Linked DNA regions of Nothobranchius furzeri: region 1 is linked to region 2. Evidence: chromatin contacts called from public Micro-C data. All regions are on one chromosome and are shown on one strand. The core of a region is the stretch at or near the end of the contact, and the rest is flanking DNA. Distances in the headings are between cores, read along the strand shown. Region 1 holds the start of tmem38b (transmembrane protein 38B). Region 2 overlaps LOC107374673 (inactive tyrosine-protein kinase PRAG1).

Evidence for each region. A called contact is a pair of places that touch in the nucleus more often than the background predicts.
Region 1: a contact with region 2 is called in a Micro-C map of tail fin, with 7 times the contacts expected there. The contact joins the promoter of tmem38b here to the enhancer-like site in region 2. A contact is called at or near these places in 2 of 2 Hi-C or Micro-C datasets (skeletal muscle and tail fin).

What each region holds. Positions count from the first base shown.
Region 1 is chr6:57,431,734-57,436,496 of NfurGRZ-RIMD1, forward strand. It overlaps tmem38b (transmembrane protein 38B), which reads left to right and starts at 3,407. Exons shown (of 6, transcript XM_015942830.3): 1 at 3,407-3,564. The coding sequence starts at 3,492.
Region 2 is chr6:57,323,214-57,327,415 of NfurGRZ-RIMD1, forward strand. It overlaps LOC107374673 (inactive tyrosine-protein kinase PRAG1), which reads right to left. Exons shown (of 6, transcript XM_015942827.3): 4 at 1,775-1,920; 5 at 2-762. Among protein-coding and RNA genes, the nearest start is that of LOC107374673, 11 kb to the right of the region's middle. Within about 2 kb of position 2,293, at least 1 of the 3 cell types and tissues checked has an H3K27ac peak or open chromatin away from gene starts, as enhancers often do. A contact at or near this core is called in tail fin, where this site is marked.

The DNA.
Region 1 (4,763 bases), core at 2,157-4,656, 110 kb after region 2:
ATTGAGATTATGTCTAAAAAACTACAGATTTTACCTAAATTATTCATAATTTATTTTACTTGTTCAGGGTGTAAGTTGAAATATGGCAGATTTGATTTTCATGCTATAATTTCTCCAACTTTATTGAGATTAACGTTTACAACACTTATATCCTTGTTTAGCACAACTAATCAACCTTGTGACGTGAGAATTTCATTAACCTAGCATTGTGAGTTTTAGAGATCTGACCATAAACATGAGAGGAGACCGAGCAGTTTTCTGGCTCTGCAGACACAACCATATTTGGCACCTTATAGCACCACACTGATTGGTGGAATCGCGCAAACCATGACTAGCTTGATCTCTGATGATAGTTTGGGTGTAATTCTAAGAGTTTGTGAAAAAGCACAACAATATAATTTATGATGTGAGTGGAAGTGTCTAAATGTAGACGTTGGCCCTATAAAGGGTTAATGCACATTCAAACTTTTTGTCCTTGATGCATGGCAATTAGGCTAGGAGTGCTTTGATAACATAGTTAGATAGCACTGTAGCATAAATGCTCAGTTATAATCCTGAAATAATTATTAATGCGAAGATTTTAAGTGACATGCATTGTTAATTTGGGAAAACAATTTTTTAACTGAGTTTTTAAATTGCTAATTGATTTAGCTGAAAACTGGTTTACACCAAATACAGGAGAAGGTGGTTTACAGTGCAAGTATGAAATCTAGTATACATAATTTATGGTTCCTACGTTTTTGTACGTTGTAGACCAATTAAAATCTTTGACTGATGCAACACAGATGAATGTTCCTTCAGCTTTCTGCTGGATTGAGACTAATTCCAGGTATGGCGTGTACGTGGGTGTAACTGAGAGAGGTTTGGCTTTACTCTGGTGGGCTGATCCAGAACCTCCTTTGACTGTTTAAGTTATTGTAAAGGCAGAACTTCTGTTTTTATGTAAACACAATTTGAAGACAAGCAAGTCTTTGTGTGATAGTCTGTAAATTTGTTGTAGTTGCTTTTTAAATCTTCTATGAAACTGATGTCAACAGAAATGTTTATCTGATACTATAATTACTCCAAATAAACAACCAGGTAAATGTCTACTGTAATTGCCATGTAAGTGTTCTATAAACAGCTGTAAATGTGTGTGTGCGCGCATGCGTGTGTGTGTGTGTGTGTGTGTGTGTGTGTGTGAGAGAGAGAGAGAGAGAGAGAGAGAGAGAGAGAGAGAGAGAGAGAGAGAGAGAGAGAGAGAGAGAGAGAGAGAGAGAGAGAGAGAGAGAGAGACTGGTTTTATGTTGCTTTCACTTGACGTATTTAGCAAACCACAGAATGCCAGGGTTATTCAGGGACTTTTGGAGTAGGTTTCTGTTTTAGGTTGAGTGTTGCTGGGTATTCACACGTGAGGTCGTCATGTGTCTTTTCTGAGTCACCAGCTTTCGGGTAAACAAACATCTCTGGGGCATTGTTTAAAATTAGGTAAAGGTTCTAATAAAAGTCATACAACAAAAATTGTGACACGTTTGGTGGTTTGATCCTGATCGCAAGGTGTCATGTTCTGCGTCCCCCCATGTGTCCCCTTGTGTCATGTGTCCCCTTGTGTTCCCCATCCCTCTCTAGGCTCCCATTATGTTTATGTTTATGTATTTAGCATACACTTTTGTCCAAAGCAACTTACAAGTGATAATCGGCATGTTGCCTTTGAGGCTAACAACAACAATAACAACAACTTGGCATCCATCATGGAGAGTAGCAAACAAGGAGTGGACGGTAGAGAGGGGGGACGGGTGCAGGGAGGGTGCTAGTTAAGAAGATGCTCTCTGAAGAGCAGGGTCTTCAAGAGTTTCTTGAAAATTGAAAAGGAAGCCACAGTTCTGGTAGTGCTTGGAAGGTCATTCCACATTTGTGGAACGATGCATGAGAAGAGTCTGGATTGTCCTGAGCGTGGAGTAGGCACTGCTAGCCGACGATCCTGTGATGACCGGAGCGGCCGGGCCGAGACGTAAGCCTTTGCAAGAGGATTCAGGTAGATGGGAGCCGTACCATCTCAGACTTTGCATGCTAGTGTTAGCAATTTGAATTTGATGCGTGCTGCTAGCGGTAGCCAGTGGAGCTCAATGAACAGAGGGGTGACGTGTGCTCTTTTTGGCTGATTGAAGACCAGACGCGCCGCTGCGTTCTGGGCCATTTGAAGAGGTCAGCCTGGAAGACCAGTTAGAAGGGCATTGCAGTAATCGAGGCGGGAGATGACATTAGATTGCACAGGAGCTGGGTGGCATGTTGTGTTAAGTGTGGTCTGATCTTTCGTATGTTATACAGCGCAAAGCGGCATGAACGAGCAACAGAGGTAACATGATCTTTAAAGGTCAGGTGTTCATCAATCACAACACCCAGATTTCGAACTGCCTTTGAAGGAGCCAGAGTTAGGAAGTCATTTTGGATTGAGCTATTATGTGTCTCCTTGTTTTCCTCGTGTACCTACTTGTGTTCCCCAGTCCACTCCAGATTTTCTCCTTAGGTGTTCCCCTTAGGTTTCTGTGTCCCCGTGGTCCCCCGCCCCCTCCGGGTTCTCTAGGTTTCCCTCACATTTCCCTTAGTCACCCCACTTATCATTAGGTTTCCGTCATGTTTGGATCATTTAGTCAGTATCTCCCTTTGGTTCATTTTTGCTTCCTACCCCAGTTAGGTCTGGTTTCCTCCCCTGCTCCGTTCTGCTCCTCCTCTCTGTTATTAGTCTCACCTGTGTCCGGTTCCCTTAATCACCCAGCCCCTGTGTATATAACCCTGTCTGTGTCTCAGTGTGTTGTCAGTCCATTGTTGTTGTGTCAGCGTTCTCTCGTTCCCCCCTCTAGGTCTCTAGGTATTTGGCTTCCACTTGGTCTCTAGGTTTGTGCTCATTAAGTGAGCTTTCGTCTCCAGGATTTTTGGACATTGGTTTTTTAGCTTCCTGCCCTCATTGGATTTATTTGGACATTTATTCCTAAATAAAGGATTTTATGTTTTTTCTACCTGCCTTTGTCATTCTGGGGTTTTCTGCATCTTGGGTCCTAACCTCCTCCTGGCTCACAACATGACGCAAGGACAGAATAAACAATGAAACGCCAGGATTTTCCAATCCTGGTGTTTCATTGTTTATTCTCTATCAGAAGCTGATGTAGGAGAAAGGTGTAGGAGACTATTTCATGTTCAGCCTGCATGAAAACTCAAAGTGACCAATTATAATCAGAGATAAATCATAATATTTTTTTCTGTGAAGCTGACTTTTGCCCCACCATTAAATCATAAAATAAATGATTAACCAGGTTTATTGAACAGGTCTACAGGTTTGATTACTACCAGACCTCTAGGGAACTCCCTTCACTAGAATGTGTCTAACATAAATTAAGCTAAAAGAACTCAAAAATCATCTAAAGCCCTGCACTCGGTTAGGGTGAAGATCAAAGGTTATGAATCAATAATAAGAAAGCGAAAAATGACACCAACTTCCATGGCCAAAACCTTTGATGACTAAAAAGCATCTTGATGACCCCACTGTATTCTCTGGAATGGTGAGACAAAAATGGAACTTTTTGAAAGGTATGTGTCTAATTATAACTCTACATTTGAGAGTAAGAACATCAAACCAACAGTCAAACATGGTGGTGGTGGTGGTGTGATGGTCTGGGACTGCTTTGCTGTTTCAGGACCAGGATGACTTGTAATAAATGAAACCATGAGTACTGCTCTCTACCTAAAAATCCTGAAAGAGAATGTATGACCTTAAAATTACCTTTCATGCCGATAGACCCTTTAATGTGCTTGTATTTGACACAATTCTGTAAGAGAGAATGGGCCAGAATTCCACCACAGACCCATTATTAGTAATTACAGGTGCTCGGTAGTAGCTGTTGTTACCTGAGAATGTTACAACCAGTTATAGTGAACCATTGTGTTTTCACAAGAAGCCAGGTTGGTTTAGATTATTTTCCCTTAATAAACAAAATCATCATTTATCTTCTGAATCACATCATGAAGTTAAATGTTTACTGTTGTTTTAGGGTAAAGGGTAAATTAGATGTTGAATGGAAAACATGGTGACTAGGAGAGGCACATATACATATGATATGACACAGCACATTTCATACACAGAAGCAATTCAATGTGCTTTCCAGGTGCAAGAACATAAAACAGTAAAATCAACATAACAACATGAAACAGAAGGTTATAAAACCCCAGTTACAGTGCAGAAAGTGCAGCATAAGGCACATTCATTCAAAGACTGATGAATTTGTGACAGTTTTCCATTTTGATTTCAAAGTTACAAGAGTTGGGGCACATTTGAGGTCAGGAGGAAGCTGATTCCAACTGTGTGCAGCATAAAGCAGTAGGAAAAGCCAAGACTTGAGGTTGGACTTTGCTGACAGCACGTTTTATCAAAGTACAAACTTCTTTTTGTTTTTTCACATTCCAGAGGCATAGTTTAACTTGACCTTCAATTGTTTGATGAATGAAACAAGAGCCGTTCCTCCACCAGGAAACAGGTCTGTGTGAAAGTATTAGAAAGAGTCATCTGGCCTCACCCCCGCCTCCCTTCCTGGAGGGAGGCAGAATTTCAGCTGAAGACTAAAGGGTAACCTGAAGGTCATGAGCTGAAGAAAGGTAGACATAAAAAATTCTGATTGTTGTGAAAACCCCGATTTAGGATTAGATTCTCTGTGGTGGGCCCAGATATCCAAGGAAAGAGAGTCGGATACTGTCAGAGATGAACAGGCAGTTTAATCCTGCAGCACTGGGGG
Region 2 (4,202 bases), core at 1,043-3,542:
CCTTCACAGCGTAGGAGTTGCTGGGGTCTGAGGCGCAGGCAGCAGAGTAGTACACGGCGTCTCCAGCGTTGCAGCTCGGTTTGTTGGATGTCAGCCTGAACAGGGACCAGTTGCTCTCGTCAAACCTGAGCGGATTCTTCTGCAGGCGAGTGAAGTGGTCCTCGCATTTTAAAGCCAAGCGTCGCAGAGACTCGGCGTACAGGCCGCCCAGTTTGGAGTACACTCCTTCTCTGCTGTCGATGTTACTCAGAAGAGTCTGAAGCTGCAGGCTGGAGCCCAGGTTGGGTGCAGAACCCAAATCCGAGGCTGATAGGGGTGCGCTGAGCTGAGGGGAAGAGGCGATGGTGATGCTGGTTCGACAGTGAACTCCCAGGCGACCCTGGATCTTCAGCGGCTCATCCAGCGTCCTGGACCTCGAGGGTCGGCCTAGCGGGGTGTGGCAGCGCTCCAGAGATTCGTTGGAGGAGAAAACAGGCCTTGGGTCAACGGGACTAGCCGGCAAGCTGGCGCGGGAGCTGACCTCGGCCGAGTGGCACACGTTGCTCTCAGAGCCGGTGAACGGGAGGCGCGGGTACGCCCGGATGACGGGTTTCCCATTGGCACTATCAGGAGCCGACACGGTGCGGTTGACCATCTTCTTCTCTGGGAGAGGAGGAGGCTGGGTGCTCAAATTGTTGAAGGAGAACGAGTGAGGAGAACCAGGAGCTGATACAGTTCTGGGAAGAGGAGACAAACAAGACCTCCGGGTCGCATCCCGAGAACCTAAAGCAGAAAAGGTTTACATCAGCAGGGGCCGGTGTAGAGGATTCACACAGTGTTGTGTTTAATTCTGAGCAAATGCTTTAAAACCTAAATGTTCTCACAAATTCTAATAAACCCAATCGGCACATGACTCCTCCAGAAGAGCTGGAAGCTTCCACCTTCCTGGCTTCCATCCAACCCTCAGAACATCTTCCAACCAATTATGATCCATTTATCAATTAAAGACTTAGAGCTGGAACTCAACAGTCGACTCAAAGAGACAGACACGGATAATTGTGTGGTGCGCTCTTCAATCACTGCTTTCACAAAGAAAAAAACCAAAAGGATGCAGCCAAGCCCTTTTTCCCTCATTACCAGGGTCCATAATTATCTCTTACTCAGACAACATTGCCCAGGAAGTTGCAGCAATTACAAGCAACCGAGGCTTAAAGGCGACACCCCAAGGACCGTGAGGTACGGCTCGATTTTCAGAAGTCGTAACACACTCCCATGAGATAAGTTAGCAGATTTAACCCTGCAGCACTTAACCTTTTTATGCTGGAACAAGTCAGAAACTTTTCACATGACTTAAAGACTTAAAGAGCAAGTCACCCCCAAATCAACTTTTTTCCCCTGATAAACTAAACAAACGAGTGTATAATCGTGCTGCAGACACGTGTAGTCAATAGTTTTGTAGTTTAGTGCATTTTAGGTAAAATTTTAATTTTCTGCCTAAAACTGGCAGTGTTGTGCCATTGTCAGGTAAAAACTCTGCATTGTATTTGAATTTAAATCTGCCACCGCTATTGGCTAAGAGGTATGCTATGATGTAAACTGGTACATTATGATGTCACAATGCTGTGGTGAACCTGTGTGTGTCTGTATTTGTTAGCGGCTCCGCCCTCTCGGTCTGCCAGGCAACAGCATTTGTTGCATTTTTTAAACATGAAGTGAGAGTGGAGTTAGACTCTGGTAGGGGTGACTTGCTCTTTAAGTCAAAAACTGAACCAGATTTTTGTAGCAAGAGACTCACCGGTGTCAGCGGTCAGGTTGTCGGTGGTTGCAGCCGGGAGGCCGGTGCCACCCAGACTGCGCTGGGATGGTGCTCGACTTTCTGCTGACCCTGGTTGGCTGCAGCCGATCAGCTCCATGCTGCAGTCGCTTATCTTAGCGCTCACTCTGCAAAAGGAAATCAAACACAATCAGGTGAAAATGAGCATGAGAGCAAGAGTTTTTTTTTTATTTGCATCCAGAGATTTGCTGTGTGATGCAACGGTTTGCAAATGTGGAACTGATTAACTTCCTCTTCATGCTTAGTCTTATTTTCATTTTATTTGCACCAATGCTGATAGATCCAAGAAAGAGACCATGTTTTATTAAAAATATAAACACAGCCTACAGTGGTTTCACTTCCTCTCACTGAGGCACACTTCTTTATTCTGAGCTGTTGTTTTTTTGTTTTTTGCTGCAACAAATAAGACCCCCCATGACAACAAGGCTCATGAACTGGTTCAAACTGCTGCAGGCTGCATGACGTAGCAACTGGTAGTACTGTTGCACTGCAGCAAGAATGTTGCAGGTTTAGATTCTGGCTGCAGCATTTCTGCAGAGTTAGCCTCCGTGCATGTATGGATTTCTCCAGGATTCGTCCCACAGAACAAAAACATGCATGTTAGCGCAATCGCTCTGTTCTCTCCTGTAACATGTAGCAACACCATAGAGGTATGTTGGGTTTGCTCACAACTTAGCAAACGTTTGTGTCATTTTTCTCTTTTGTTCGTGTGGCCAAAGATTCAGGGAGCAAACGGTGATCCACACCTTTATACTCTTCTGTTGGGAATACTTCGGTCCAGGCATGGTTATGTGGCAAATATACAGATACAGACCAAACACGCCTTATAAAATCTGCAGGCGCATGACGTTCATCCGAATCACAACAGGAGCTGATCCATAACAGTCTCCAAACCAAAGTTGGCACAAGAAAGGGGGTTTGCTATGTATATGAGCCTCTAAAGACAGACTTGGCTCATTGTATCTGTCAACTAACACGGACTGAGTACTTGTATCATGTTTTTAGTATTTTTTCCCCCAGATTCGACAAAAACATACATTAAAACTTCATCTCTCTACATAAGACAGCTTCTGCTATTCTTTCAAGGAATGCCTCACATTAAACTTAGATGTTGCTGCCTTGGAACAAAGCAAAACCAATATCGATCTACATCCAGATCCAACACGGGTTTCTTTTCCTTCTTCAGCTCCCTGACCAACAGGACAACTTCCCACAATGCCAATGCAACGACTGCACATGCTCAGGGAAGCAGGGTCCCATTCCTCTCCTTCATCACTTGTTCTTCTCCTCCATCTCAAAACCAGTTCTCTATCAATTCATCTATTGGCCTTTGACTTCAATTCAACCATGAATGAGGACAGCAAACAGAAGGAGAGGAGTGCAGAGGGAGGAGAGGATGGTATTCTCTCTGGGCAGTTGGCCAAAGGAGCGGATATCGTCTTCCAGACAAAAAAAAGGGTGATGAAAGGCGGAGGAAATACTGCAGCACGGGACAAATGATAATGGGTCTAAGGACGATGAAGCAATGAAACACAAATTTTTCAGGTACATCGTTGAATAATTAGCTGCACCCGTTTCCCCTTCCTTGGAATGCCCAGTTTCAGCCTAAACATCCTGACTATTTCCTCTGAGAAAGATCTAATCAGCCTTCTTTCTGACACAAAATACAAAGATTGTCCCAGAGAAAGAACCCGTCACACCACTTCTGCACCCTTATCAGTAACCCAGATTCAGAAAATAAACAGCTACGAATCGTTCAGCAGCGGGAGGGTGACAGAAACTGGTGAGGCTTTAAAAAGAGATCAGGTTTAGGTTACATGGAACTGAGTAGCAACAACGAGACACAAACAGCGTTGCTGTCGTGGTTCACGTAACTGGTTTCACTTCCTGACTTATTCAGGGAGGCGTTCCTGTGGTAAACACACAAAGCGACATAACCTAAGAAGCACGTGTGCCTCGCGTCTTTTATACGTGCAAAAGTTCACACACGCACACCTGTTCTAGCACGCATTAGGGGTTTCAGGGATATTTATGTTTTAATAATCTCCTAGTCCTAATCTAAGATGGGAGTGTGTTTGTTAAAGGGAGTCGAGCAGGCTGACTCAGATTTTACTCAGCGTGTTGTGAACTGCACAGGATGACGTGATGCAATCAGCTTCGATGGCCGTGCATCAAACCCTCCAAGAAGGAGAAGCACTGACGTGTGTTTGAGTGAGACCCCTGCCTAAAGTTAGTTTATCACACTGGGTTACAGTTCATCCTCCTTGTTGTGTCCCTTTAAGTTAAGAAGTCTGACTGTAGGAGAGTTACCAAGGCCGTACAGTCATATAAACCAAAGGTTCATTAATGTTTGACACAAATCCTTGTTATCTTTCAAAAAGGGCCCAGT